2 separate regions of the Sus scrofa genome follow, and region 2 is linked to region 1. The links are chromatin contacts, called in public Hi-C maps. All regions are on one chromosome and are shown on one strand. The core of a region is the stretch at or near the end of the contact, and the rest is flanking DNA. Distances in the headings are between cores, read along the strand shown.

Region 1 (7,330 bases), core at 3,360-5,859:
GTGTGGACAGGTGGGGACCAGCTTCCAGGAGAGCGGACGTGGTTGGGGGGAGAGAGGTGCGCAGATTGTCTGCACACTGTGCTAAGCCCGGGTTGTGGAAAGAGATTCGTGTAGACCAACGGGAGGAAGCAAGGCCTCTCCCAGGACAGTTAGGTGGTGGGGGAAGGGCTGGAGTAGGACGCGAGGACTGCACCACCACCGGGGGATCCGTCCATCCTGTGACCGTGGCGCCGCGGCTGTAGATGACCTGTGCTTTGCAGACTCCCCCGAGGCGCTGGGTCCGAGGACTCAGGGAGGGAAGACGGCGTCTGTGGCCCCGGGTTCAGGTGTGCAGGTGGGGAGTCGGTGTGGGGGGATGCGTGATGAGTGCTACACACACCGCTGGATATGCATTTTCCTCTTTTCCTCATAGCAGGTTTAAAAAATTTGTGATCGCTCAGTCTTATCCCCGTGTCCCTTTCCTTTTAAAACTGCCCAAAGTGTGGTTTTAAGATACTTCTACCTGGAGTTCCTGTCGTAGTGCAGTGGAAACGAATCTGACTAGGAACCGTGAGATTGTGGGTTCGATCCCTGGCCTCGCTTAGTGGGTTAAGGATCCCGCACTGCCGTGAGCTATGGTGTAGGTCGCAGATGTGGCCGGATCCAGCGTTGCTGTGGCTGTGGTGTTGGCCAGCAGCTGTAGCTCTGAGTCAACCCCTAGCCTGGGAATCTCCATATGCCGCAGGTGCATAAAGCAACAACAACAACAACAAAAGTTTCTACCCAACTAGCTTTTGTCTGGACCAGTTGTAGGAGAGTAAGAATTAGAGCTTAGGGAGAGTCCTTCTTCTGCAGGACAGGATACAGCTCACAGGGCTGTCCTTGTAGCCGCAGTGACAGGACCAGCACCCCCAGCCCCAAACTCCAGAATTAAGTGTACGAAGCTCCCCGCTGTGGCCCCATCCTTCCAGAGGTTCTCTGTTCAGCATGCCTTTGGGTAGAAGGCGTAGATGTTTTCATTTTTATGGCTTCTCCTTCCTGGGGTTCGTTAGGTTACACAGCCCGCAGGTTATTGGCCAGCTCGTAAGGAAGGCACGTGTCTTTGGGTAGGTGGCGAAGCATTAGGCCTTCTTCCCGGGCTGTGGGCTCCTTCCAGGAGGGTAGGCTTGGGGGCCGGGGGCTCAGAGGACCTCCGTGTCGCTCCAGCTCCAGGGTTTTGGGCCCCAGGCTCCTGGCATTGGGACAGAAGAGCTTGAGGTGGGCCGCTTGGAAGGGGGCCCGTTGGAGGAAAGCAGCCGTGCGGAGCAGTGGGAGAGACAGGCCTGGACGTGGAGAGCTGGAGGCAGAGGCGAGCCAGGAAGCTCCTGCATTTCTAAAAATCTCACCCGAGGCTCCCACTCTCCTCAGGGGAAGGAAAAGAAAATCTTAGTGACCAGACTCTAAGCCGTTACCATAACCGGCCATTTTGGAGTTAAACTGACTTTGGGGAATTAACCTGGAAACGTCAACACGATTATGCTTTTTAAAATAACATTTTTAATTCAACACTATTAAACTTTAAACACTTTGAATTTGGAAATGCATCACTATCATTTTTTAACGGGATCATGTTTTGTTCGTTCCTCACACCTTTCTTCTGCTGAGACTTTTAGAAAATAACCTGTTTGATAAAAGGGGACCCATTTTTACTTTCTGTCTGTAAGCAGTTCCTTGACGGAACGGAATTGTTTTGGGTACCAGACGTTTATAGACTATTAATGGCCTCACGTGTACATCGGTTATCAGACCGTTATTTTGCTATATTATCAGGTAGAGACGAAAGCCTTTATTATAATCAAAATGATAAGTAGCTGTTTGTTTCTCTTCACTGAGGGACAGGCAGACAAAAGGATAATTAAACAAATCAGCGTTGTGCTAATTCAGTTTTTGAGCTGGCAGAGTTCAGGACTTGTTTGTCGAACTAACAGGGAAATTCAAACATTCCACACCCAGAAGGTTATCGTTTTTGCTCGTTTCCTGTTTTCAGTTGAAAAAAAAATCCTAATTTACCAAATGAACCTTTCTCAGTGTCACCTTGTGGTGCCAGTTGTAGTCCAGTTTCTGTCTCTTTCCCAGACCACCGCGGCTGCTGCCGTAGAGTCACAGCCCAGCCAGGGTCAAGAACACACAGGAGTGACTTCTAAATCACAGCTTTGCACAGAGTGGGGTGACATTGCCCCATGAAATAGAATGTTCTCTGCCAAGTTCAAAAACTGTATTTTCTTGACTATATTTCTCTTGTCACACGTGCTTGCTTTCTTTAAGCTTTCTTCTTGCATTTGATGTTGATTAGAGTACGTTAAAAACATAGACACATAGAAAGGTTACTGAAACAGGCAAATGTCCGTTGGTGAAAACTTTCCCCATGGTTTAAGGATTTTTTTTTTTTTTTCTTTTTAGGGCCACACCCACTGCATATGGAAATTCCCAGCCTTGGGCTCGAATCAGAGCTGTAACCACCAGCCTACACCACAGCCACAGCAACACCAGATCCTTAACCCACGGAGCAAGGCCAGGGATCGAACCTGTGTACTCATGGATGCTAGTCAGATTCTTTTCTGCTGAGCCATAGTGGGAACTCCCGTTTAAGGATCTTACCAGCTATAATGGAAAAAATAAAAATCAGTATTAAAAAAAAAAAAGAAGAAGGACTTTCCCAGTTTCGTAAAGCAGTTGAGACAGGCGTGAAATAGAGTGAGCTCTGCCTTCTCACTTCGTGGACAGTTTTGACTAGTGAACAGCCTGAGATACCCAGGGAAGCCAGCGCAGAAATGCCCATTTGGACTGCTGGACGGAGCAACACGGAGGAGCTCAAATGCCATCGTTGACAGGAGGAAGAATGGGGAAGTGCCTTGTGTCCTCATTAGAAAGCAGAACTCGTGCCCTGGGCTCATGTGAGTTCTCCTCGCGTGCCCGTGCCCTCCGTTCTCCTGTGGGGACTCGCGTGAGACGGGGAGTGCGCTGGCGACACCGAGGTTGTGAGTCTAGTCTGTTTTCAGAGAGAGGCTCAGAGGAGTTACAGGACTGTCTGTCCGTGTCACCTCATTACTCGTGACCATGTCCTTTTGCTGTAAAACGGCAGTGCATCCTCGGCCCCCATGACCTGGTGGGCTGCTCCGTGCCCGCTGTCGGGTCCCCTTCCCCCCATGGCTGACCACGTGGACACTGCACCTTCTGCCCAGGTCACTAGCAGCTTTTTTTTTTTTTTTTTTGTCTTTAAAATGATTCCACTTATCAAGAGTCGTTTTCCCCTTAAAAACTTTGAAGGCAGCATCCAGAAGAGAATTAGAGAGGCCTGCTCTTCCTGTTGTGATGACATGTTAGAATTTAAAAGTGCGTTGTCAGAGGTAACTTTCTCAGGCTTAGCCAAAGCACACGATGCCTTTTGAACAGAAAACCACTTTCTAGATGATTGGAGGGCCTTCTCCTATAGCCGGTGTTTGGAAGGTACATCGATTGATGGATCTTGTGGCTGCCAGAAGCGCATGGATTGTAATCCATGCCCCGAGCCATCAGAGTTAGCAGGCCTTTTCCCAGGGAACACATTACACTCTGTTCCCCCCCGCCTTTTTGTATTTCTATTTATTTTTCGCCAGAAACACACCGTTGAAAAAATTTTAGACAACGTTAGAAGCTTTACTGCACCCCCATTCTCATCCTAACCGCCCCCCCGTCCCCCCCGATAGAGAGACAGGTTAGTTGCTGTGTATCCTCCCAGGGTCTTGGGGCGGTTTGTTTACTGCACAGGCATGGAAATACGAATGAATGCGTATTGTGTCCCCTTGGCCCCCGTGACCTGCTGGGCCCTCCGAGCCCGGCTCTCCGCGAAGGTGACACTGGTCTTCCTCCTGTTCCCCGCGGAAGGATGTGGCCTAGAGCTCCATCTCTGTCAGAACGCGGGGCGCTCCTCCCTCCGGATACACAGCAGATCTTCCAGGGGACCGTGCCTGCATCGTACGTAGTTTATGTGACGACCAGCTCTCTCTGGATGGCTGTTCGGATGGTTTCTTTTTTCTTTCTTTCTTTTTTTTTTTTTTTTTAGGGCCGCACCTACGGCATATGGAGGTTCCCAGGTAAAGGGTTGAATCAGCTGTATTTGACTCCCGACGCCACAGCCACAGCCACAGCAGTGTGGGATCCGAGCCACGTCTGCGACCTACACCCCAGCTCACGGCAACACCAGATCCTTAACCCACTGAGTGAGGCCAGGGATGGAACCTGCATCCTCATGGGTGCTAGTCAGATTCGTTTTTTCTGCTGAGCCACGACGGGAGCTCCTCGGATGGTTTCTGATGCTTTTTTGTTTCCAGGCACTGCTGGGATATTGTACACACACGTGCAGCGTGTCTGTCTGTAGGATACAATCTCAGAAAGGTGATTGCTGGGTCAGAGATAAATGCATTTGCAATTTTGACAGCTGTAATCTGATAGACCATCAGGTGTTTATTACCGTTTTAAAAAATTTTGGTTTCTCACCGGGAATGTCAGAGAGAAACTCTTTCTTTCCCTTTGGCAAATGCGGCCATGGATTATGGCCCAAACCAGGACACTCTTAAGTCTGGAAGTGGCTCTATTAATAGTGACACTGGGACAGCAGGCAGGGGCCAGGGCTTTGCTGGCACTGCAGACATATCTTGACGTACTCGTAGTCGTGCCAGCAGAACGGGCTGTTAAACTTTCTCAAGGGACCTCGAGTGGAATTCAAGTTCAAAAATAATCGCCTAACAAGGCAACCTTTAAAAGGAAAGCTACAGTGACGGTGGCAGGACGCTGTGAATGTACTTAATGCCAGTGACCCCTACACTTGAACGTGGTGCCAGGGGTAAATTGTATGTTACGTGTATTTCGCAACAGTTAAAAACCAAAACTCACAAAAAGGAGCAGACCGACCCATGACTCTATATGGCTCAATCTCAGATGATGCCCGGTGAATGTCTTGAAAGGCTGCATATTGTGCGATTCTCTTCCTGAAGATAGTCTGGAAAGGGGGAAACTCTAGAAATGGAAAAGAGATGCGTGGTTTCAGGAGCTGGGCTGTGGGGAGGGTGGAGTGTCAGGCCGCAGGGGAGTCTCGGGGGTGATGGACCTGTTCTGTGTATTGATGGGGGCAGCAGTTTCATATACGCTGTCAGTGGCAGACCCGAAGGAACGGCACACTCAAAGGGGTGCCTGCGACTTGTGCAAGATGTCCCTTAATAAAACAAATGGAAAGGGAATGGAATAAAAAAGTAAGGCCACTCAGGATTCCGTCCCTGGAGCTTTGGGAAAGTTGCCCTGCCTGATTTCTTTTGTGGGCAAGTCCAGTGGGACCTGAGGGGCGCTTGCCAGTGGGCCTCCTGCCCGGTGACCATTTGTGTCGCTTGCTGTTGTTGTGGGCCCTGCTGCCTCAAGCTCTCTGGCTCTGTGAGGATCTGTCAAGCCGGCTCCGGCCTCAGGGATCCTGCAGATGCCAACGTGGGGTCCAGGGCTTGCCTGGCCCCCGAGTGTGTCATGGCAAGGCTCAGGTGGGTGCACATAGATCCAGTCTGGGGTCTGCTGGAAGGAGGGAGGCAGGCAGAGAGCTGGATCCCAGCCTGCCCCGAGGATTCTGTCCCATCCCTTCTGGGAGCTGGGAAAGCATGCTTCTGCACGGGATCTGTCTTGGCGGTGACAGAGGGAGCCCATTTGGAGGGCCAAGATGAGTGTCTCCTGCATCTGGACAAAGAGGTTAGACCCTCTAGATGGATGAGAACACAGGGTCCTGCAGGTAAGTAGAGTCCGGGGCCACGAGGGCAGTGAAGACTGTTGGAAAAGGCAGATGCTGGGGCCCAGGCAGGGGCGCAGGTGCCACAGCCACTCGCAGTCAGGAGTCGGCATCAGAACACTCAGCAGCGCTCATCATCAGAGGAATGCAAATCAAATCACAGGATAGCACTTCACACCCATTAGAGCAGTTATTCTAAAAAACACAAAATACACATGGCAGTAGAGTGTGGAGAAGTTGGAACTCTTGTGCGCTGTTGGTGAAAGGGTTGAGCCGCTGTGGAAAACAGGATGGCCGTTCCTCAAAACATTAGACCAGACACTACTGTGTGATCTGACAGTTCTTCTGGGCGTGTCCCCCAAAAGATCCGAAAGCAAGCACGCCAACAGACGTTTGCACACGCATGTTCCTAGCAGCACTATTCACAGAAGCTGGAAGAGGGGGGCGACCCCAGTGTCTGTTGACGGATGAATGGATAAACAAAATGCGGTCCATCCATGCAGTGGAATATTGTTCAGCCTTGAAAAGGAAGGACATCCCGACACAGGCAACACCGTGGATGAACCTTGAGGACCTTCTGCTAAGTGGAATCCGTCCTGAAAGACTGTATGATTCCCCTCATAGGAGGTACCTGAGCAGTCGAGCTCTTGGAGACGGAAAGTAGCGAGCTGGTCGCCAGGGCCTGGGTGGGGGTGGGGGAAGAGCAGCGTTAGTGTTTACTGGCTGCGGAGCTTCCGTTTGGGCAGGTGGACAAGTCCTGGAGGTGGATGCGGGTGCTGGTTGTAGAACAACACAAGTGGACTTAATGTCACAGACCTGTGCCCTGAAAAATGGTTGAAATGCGAAGTTTTATGTTACATATATTTTACCATAAGAAAATTCATCTTAAGAAAACCAAATGTGAGAGGCGTGAGCTGAAGCCGAGTGGGCTCACCTGCAAAGCCGGGTGGGTGAAGAGGGGACCTGGTGCGGTGGGGAGAGGGGGTTCCACGTCGGCGTGGATTGTCTTGCTCTGCTCCTTCATGGTCGTTGTCATTGCAGGCAGATGTGCCATCACCCCTTGGTCTCCTGCGTGCCCTCCCAGGAGTCAGAGTGTTGCCCATGTGCCGAGACCTGAGCCTGAGCAGGGACCCAGAGGCCAGGGACATCTGTCCTTGTCCCTTCCCCCAGAGAGCCTTGGTTGTCACCTGGTCCCCCTCAAACCCTCCCCATCCTCCCAGGAAGGGTTCCATGAATGACGAGCAGTTCTGGGGGCCCTCCTGCTCCCACTTAGGCCCTGGTCCCTACTAGCTGCAGCCATGGGTCCCGCTGCCCGGGCCTTGAGTCTGTGCTGAGGCTCCAGCAGCAGCTGGGAAGCCCCGTGTCGGGCCCCAGACGCTGCCCTTGACTTTCTCAGCATTGGGACCTGGGGGAGGGGGCAGCACCAGTGGGTTGGGCATCTCTCGGCTGCGTGGATTACCGAGTGGGGCTTCCTGGAGCTCCTGCAGCTGTGTTGAGCAAGGCCCTCTTTCGGGGTTTCACGCACCCTGTCGTATAGTAATCTCTGTACCTGGAACTTGGGCAGAGGCC
Region 2 (7,330 bases), core at 2,851-5,350, 110 kb after region 1:
CCATGAGGTTGTGGGTTCGGTCCCTGCCCTTTCTCAGTGGGTTAACGATCCGGCGTTGCCATGAGCTGTGGTGTAGGCTGCAGACGCGGCTCGGATCCCGCGTTGCTGTGGTGGCTCTGGCATAGGCCGGTGGCTACAGCTCCGATTTGACCCCTAGCCTGGGAACCTCCATATGCCGCGGGAGCGGCCCAAAGAAATAGCAAAAAAAAAAAAAAAAAAAGAATGTCAAGCAGCCTTAATGAGGAAGGGGATGCTACAACGTAGACAGACCCTGGAAGCATCATGCTAAGTGAAATAAGCCAAACAAAAGATGACAAATACTGTACAATTCCACATAGATGACTGCTTAGAATAGTCAGAATAGAGTGGTGGTTGCCAGGCGCTCTGAAGGCCGGGGTGGGGGGCGGAGAAGGGGAGCTGTTTAATGAGTATAGAGTCTCAGTTTTGCAAGAGGAGGCGTGTTCCGTGGATGGTGGTGATGGTTGCACAGCAGTGCCAACGTGCTCGTGCCACAGAACTGTGGGCTTGAGAATGAGTAAGACGGTAAATTTCACGTCGTGTGTATTTTAGCACAGTTTAAAAAGGAATCTAAAAGAATCTGGGGAGAGCCGGTGACCTAGTAACCACTAAGGAGATAAAAAACTGGATCAGATGGGCCAGGAGGTCATTTTGATGTTGTTCTGATGACGTCAGGGCAGCTGGCAGAGCCAGTGCAGCATCAGGTGTGACATCCAGTTGTGGGAGCGTCCTATGTGTAAACACCCTGAATCAGCACGAGGCCTGCGTATGTAATAGGCGCCTTGTTCAGCTTCTTGAGCAGCTTCATTGATTTAAAAAGGAGTAGCTGCTCCAGTAGTTTGCAGCTCAACCCAAGAAACTCTTGGAGTTGCCAGGCAACCCATGACTGCTGTCAGCGGGAGCCAATCTGACATTAATTTTGTAATCGCCTAAAACGATAGAAGAAATGTTCATTCTAAATGTTTTCATTTCTACCTGCGCTGATGAAAAATGCCATCACCTAGATTGTCTAGTGCTGCAATGATCCCACATGGACAGCGTGTCACGCAGCAGCTCCTACATTTTGTCTTTTTGCCAAAGTGTCTTCCAGGAGACCAGGTGATACCTGCTGCCAGATTCACGCCGCGAGGGCTGAGCTTTCTGCATCCGAGATATTCTAAGTCACTCAGCAAAATGACGCCACACCAAGGCGAACTTTCCTTTAATGATGATTTTTTTTTTTTTTTAATCCAGAGGATGTCTTTTGGTTAAGTTTAGGGGAAAAAAGGCAGCAGTGAGATTGCTCATTGTACTTCGTGTGCGGAGTATCAGAACAGGTCTAAACGAGAGAGCTTTGTATTTGAAGTGTTCTGGTTCTAATGCCTGCAATCCACAAATGCTGAGCCAGGAGGAGATATTCAGAATTATAGTGATTCAACTGGATTGGCCAAAGCTCACATTCAGAAGAGAAGAGAGTCTTTTTCCTTCCAAAGCAAGATCTGCACGTTTTACTGGGACCCCAACCTTGAGGTATTTGACTGACTGTATCTGGAGCAGACGAGGGAGGACCAGAGTTAAGCATGTGAATTGTTCTGACTCAGTTTCTTTCTCCAAATGCCCAGATCCAGTTGGGGGTGGTGCTCCTGGTACCTGGACTTGCTGGCTGTCTTTCCTGGGCATCCGAGTGGCTGATGCATCTGGTACCCTGTCTTCTCAGCTCCTTGCCTGTGTGACCCCAGCGAACCTCAGTTCCATTCTGGCAGCTACCACCAACAGTCCCGGGAACCTTGCTGTCTGGGTCCCTTTGTGCCATCCTTGCTCCTTCCCCTCCCACCCCATTTCCCACCACGGCTGTGCCAAACCTCCCCCAGTCTCTGGAGTTCTGCTCACCTGCTGTCCAGCCCTCTCTCTCTCTCTCTCTCTCTCTCTCTGTGTGTGTTTGTCTGGAGCTCTTTCTTTCCTGTTTCTGTCCAAACCTAAAGTAATTTCCCCACCTGCGCCCTCGACTCCAGCTTCTCCCACAATACACAGACCCCTTCTCTGGTGAGAAGGCCTGGCTTGGCATCCCACCTGTGGGCTTAGGATCAACCAGACCTTAGGAAGCTAGTTGGCCTTTCTGTACACGAGCTTCTAATCAGCAAAATGTGGGTAGTGGTCCCTGTGTCACAGGGTGACCGTGAGGATGAGGAAGGGATGTGTGGGAAGCAGGTTGAAGAGGGCATGGCAGGGAGTCAGTGTCCAATCAGCATTCAGTGATGGGATGCCCAGCTTCAGCATCTTCTCTTCTCTCCCAAGGACACTGGCTCTGGGACCTCGGGGGCCCCATGCTTGTGCCCACCTGCTTCCTGTCCACGCCCCAACCCAGTGGCCCAGCTTCTTTACTTGTTCTCCAGTCTTTCAGTCTTACTAGCACCTTACTGCACGTTTTACTGGGACCCCAACCTTGAGGTATTTGACTGACTGTATCTGGAGCAGACGAGTGAGGGTCCCCCCCCCGACCTCCCCTCCATGATGGTCAGTTTCACATGTCAGCGGGGCTGGGTGGTAGCACCCCGTGTGCCCTCAGACGCTAATCCGGGCCTCACAGGGGGAGTGTTTGGGAGGCGCGGTTGACGTCTGTAGTCAGTTGACTTGGAGGGAAGAGCACGGATTATCCCCCGTCACCTCTGTGGGCCGCATCCCGTCATTTCAGAGGCCTTCAGTGCAGAACTGAGGCTTCCCTGAGGGGCAAGAAGAAGTCTGCCCCCAGACTGCGACGTCCATTCCTGCCTGGGCGTTCCCTCCCTCCGGTGGGCGCAATGGATTTTGGACTTGTCTCCTGCCCCCCACTGCTGTGCAAGTCAGTTGTTTGTTTGTTTGTTTGCTTGCTTTTTAGGGCCGCACCTGCGGCATAGGGATCCCAGGCTTGGGGTCCAATTTGAGCTGTGGTTGCCAGCCTACACCACAGCAATGCCGGATCCTTAACCCACTAAGCAAGACCAGGGATCAAACCCTCATCCTCATGGATACTAGTCGGGTTCATAATCCGCTGAGCCACAACAGTAACTCCCCAAGTTTCTCGAAAGAACTGTGTGTGTGTGTGCATGAGTGCCTGAATGTTTATAAATTATATATTCATTATAATAAGAATATATAATAATATAAACTCATACTCTCCCACACATGTCCACATCCGTGTTCCTGTCCTGCTGGCGCAGTCACCCAGCGCACACACCGCCTGGCGCCCTGTTTGCTTCTGAGTCTCCTCTGCTCTGACAGCTGCAGGCAGGCAGGAGCTGCGTCTCTCCGTGTGCCGGTCCCAGAACTCATTCACCTTGAAGGAATGAATAATGGAAACGTCCTTCAGAATGTGTAACGGGCTGTGTCCTTGAGTACACTGAAAACGGTTATGTAAAGTGGAATAACTCTCCCAATAGGCAGGCAACTTCCCGTCGCCCGTGTAGACAGAGTCTACATGGAACGCATCTCCCGTGGCCCGTCTCAGCCTTATGGGCTCTGGCTTCTGCCCTCACCTTCTCCTTCACCCGCCGGCCTCAGAGATAGAGTCAGTCATTTGTTTGAGGTCGTGGCTTGTTTATTTCACTTCCTTGCGACCCGCTTCGGGTTTAGCTCTTTCATTTCCCTACACATGCAGCATTTGGATGGAAGAAGATCACAACCAGTGGAACATTGGGTGACCTTTTTTTTGCCTCCTTCATCCTTCATTAGTATTCTTTGCTTTCTAGAATTGGATTCTTTGAACGTTCTGGCGAGAGGTCTGTTCTGAGACCCCGGCTGAGGCCGGACGAAGGTGCTGGTGTGGGTTTGTGAGGCGTATCTCCGCTAGAGTCCTGATTTCTCCATAGTGTTGCTGCACAGCACTGAAAAGTCCAGTTTGGAAGTTGCAGTGCGCTGAGACTTGTTTCTGCTCTTACTTCATTGGATTGATGGGTCTGGCGTTAACCCAATCTCTGCTTTTCTTCCTGATGCTGCTGAGAGGACCACCAGTCCTCAGAAATCATCTCTCGCCCTGCCAGCGCTGATAAGGATCCGGTTTCGGAGCTGGCGTGGTGTCTGTGAGACAGTCAGGGCCGCTTGGCTTCCTTCCCACATGACCTCATGGATTTGGTCAAAGTTGGAACATGCGGAGACCGTGAACTCAGGCAGTTCCCTGGACTGTTTGGATTCAGAGACACTTGAGGGAGCTAAAAATAGCTTCGCAGGGAGAGGAGTGTGGTGGGCACTTTCCCTTTTGGAAGGAGCTCTGCTCCCTCTGTCTCCTGAGTCTGGGGAAACTGTCCTGCTTCCAGTCCCAGGGGAGCCACTGTGTGACCAGACAGGGGAGGTCAGTGTCCGGTGTCCTTCAAGGATCCTGCCCGGCCGTTGTGCTTCCCCAGCCCCAAGGGAGAGGGGCTCAGCAGCAAAGCAGGGTGGAGGGAGCTGAGCCCCAGGGGACTAGTGGCGCGTTAGAGGAATACCCTCAATCCAGGACTGAGCGTGCAGGAGGTGGGGTGGTGGCTCCGGGGACGAGGGCAAAGAGAGGCTCGGGCTGGGAAGGTGGTTTTGAGCTTGAGTCATTGAGTGGGACACTGAGCAGTGAATGTCTGCGCTGAGAGAGGAGCTTTGTGCGCTCATCTCCCCGTGCCAGTTGACAAGGGATAGCTATTGTGATCACCACACAAAGTCTGAAGGGGAGAGCTCGGATTTTAAATTGAGTTTCTTCATCTTGGCAGCAGCTTAGGCCGGTTTTAGCTGCACAGAAAGAATGTGAACGCAGAGCTGGACAGTGTGGCGTGAATCCCAACCATGTGACTTGGCAGTTGTGACGTCACCTGTGCTTTCAGTTCCCCAAGTAGAAAACGGGGTTAATAATGCCATCCTTCCTGCTACACAGTGTGGTTTTAGAGATGGACGGTACAAGGAAAGAAAATTACAGGCCCATATTCCTGATGAACATAGATGCAAAAATCCTCAACAACATGGCAGCAAATGGAATTCAGGAGCACGTTAAAGTGATGATACACTGTCCTCAGGAGGGATTCATTCTAGGAATGCAGGGGTGGTTTAGCAAACCCAAATCAGTCGATGCGATCCACCGCATTAATTGCATGAAGGATGAAAACCGTATGAGGATTTCAACAGATCATCATGGCAGAAAACAACTTGGCAAAATTCAACATTCCTTTGTGATAAAAAAAAAAAAAATCAGCTCTCACACATAGGTATGGAAATGACACACGTAACCATAATAAAAGCCCATATATGAAAAGCCCACAGCTCACATCAGCTAACATCGTACTCAGTGATGAAAAGGTAAAAGCGGAGTTCCCTGGTGCTCTGGCAGGTAAGGATCTGGTATTGCCACTGCTGTGTCTCAGGTTCAGTGCCTGGGCTGGGAACGTCCGCATGCTGAGGGCATGGCCAAAGATAATTATTTAATTAAACAATTTCAAAGGGCCTCTTTTAAGGGGAAAAAATAAAAGCGTTAAAGCCTTTTCTCTAAGATCAGCAACCAGACACAAATACTCAATCTTGTCATTTCTATTCAGCATGGTACTGGAAGTACCAACTAACCATAGTAAAAGAAAAAGAAAGAAAAGACATTCGAATCAGAAAGGAAGAAGTAAAATGATCTCTGTTTGCAGACGACATGATATTACATATAGAAAACCCTAAAGGCTTCATAAAAAACCATTGGAACTAGTGAATGAATTCAGTAACATTACAGGATGCAAGATCAACATACAAAAATTAGTGTTTCTATACACTAACAGTGAACTACCTGAAAGAGAAACTAAGAAAGCAATCCCATTTTCAAAACCATCAAAAATAAATAAATGCTTTTTCTTAAATTTAGCCAACTTATTTAACCAGTAAATTTAACCAAGGAGGTTCATTCAGTGCACAAGACCCGTACTCTGAGAATTAGAAGACATTGATGAAAGAAACTGAAGAAGACGCGAATAAATGGAAAGATATTCCATGGTCATGGGTTGGAGGAATTAATACTGTAAAAATGTCCTTCCTCCTCGAAGTGACCTGCAGATCCAATGCAGTCCCTGTCAAAATTCAGTGGCATTTTGGTCAGGAATAGAAAATACTATCCTAACATTTGTGTGGAACCACAAAGGACCCCAAATTGTCAAAGCAACGTTGCTAAAGAAAGAAGCCGGAGGCCTCACACTCCTTGATTTCAAGCTATGTTACAAGGATGTCATTAATCAAAACAGTAGGATACTGGCAGATGTACAGACACCATGTGTACATGACCATTTACTTATGACAGAGGAGCCAAGACTAGGCAGTGGGGAAAGGACACCCTCTTCAATAAGTGATGTTGGGAAACTAGACAGCCGCATGTGGAAGAATGCAACTGGGCCCCATCTCACACCACATGCACAAACAGTGGTTCAAAATGGATTAAAGGCTTGAGTGTAAAACCTGAAACCATAAAACTTTTAGAAGAAAACATGGGGGGTAATCCCCTTGATATCAGTCCTAGCAGTGATATTTCGGATTTGACACCAAAAGCAAAGGCAACAACAAAAATAAGCAAGTGAAATGTCCATCGACAGATGATTGGATTAGGAAGATGCAGTACACACACACACACACACACACACACACACACACAATGGAATACTACTCAGCCATAAAAAAGAACAAAATAATGCCATTTGCAGCAATGTGGATGGAACTAGACTCTCATCCTGAGTGAAGTAAGTCAGAAAGAGAAAGACAAATACCATATGATATCACACATCTGGAATCTAATATAGGGCACAAATGAACCTTTCCACAGAAAAGAAAATCATGGACTTGGGGAATAGACTTGTGATTGCCAAGGGGGAGGGGGAGGGAGTGGGATGGATGGGGTGCTCGGGGGTAACAGATGCAGATTATTGCCTTAGGAATGGATAAGCAGTGAGATTCTGCTGTGTAGCACTAGGAACTCTGTCTAGTCACTTATGATGGAGCATGATTATGTGTGAAAAAAGAATGTATACATGTATGTGTAACTGGGTCACCGTGCTGTACAGTAGAAGAAAATGTATTGGGGAAATAACAGTTGTTTACAATGAAAAATAAATAAAAAAATAAAATCTTAAAAAAAACAGATACCAAGTGAGACAACATCAAACTAAAGCAAAGGAAACCATTAACAAATGAAAAGGCAGCTTATGGAATGGGAGAAAATGTTTTCAAACCGCATGTCTACTGAGAGGCTAATATCCAGAATACTCACAAACTCATACAACGCAGTAACAAAAAAACTCCGAGTAATCTATTCAAAGCACGGGCCAAGGGTCTGAATAGACGGTTTTTCCTAAAGACCTGCACATGACCAACGGGT

Evidence for each region. A called contact is a pair of places that touch in the nucleus more often than the background predicts.
Region 2: a Hi-C map of fetal heart ventricle shows a contact between it and region 1, with 2.7 times the contacts expected there. The contact joins two enhancer-like sites. A contact is called at or near these places in 3 of 47 Hi-C or Micro-C datasets (brain, fetal heart ventricle and heart right ventricle).

What each region holds. Positions count from the first base shown.
Region 1 is chr11:6,158,417-6,165,746 of Sscrofa11.1, forward strand. All of the region lies in intron 1 of MTUS2 (microtubule-associated tumor suppressor candidate 2), which reads left to right. Among named protein-coding and RNA genes, the nearest start is that of MTUS2, 120 kb to the left of the region's middle. Within about 2 kb of position 4,610, at least 4 of the 83 cell types and tissues checked have an H3K27ac peak or open chromatin away from gene starts, as enhancers often do.
Region 2 is chr11:6,271,536-6,278,865 of Sscrofa11.1, forward strand. All of the region lies in intron 4 of MTUS2 (microtubule-associated tumor suppressor candidate 2), which reads left to right. Among named protein-coding and RNA genes, the nearest start is that of MTUS2, 240 kb to the left of the region's middle. Within about 2 kb of position 4,101, at least 7 of the 83 cell types and tissues checked have an H3K27ac peak or open chromatin away from gene starts, as enhancers often do.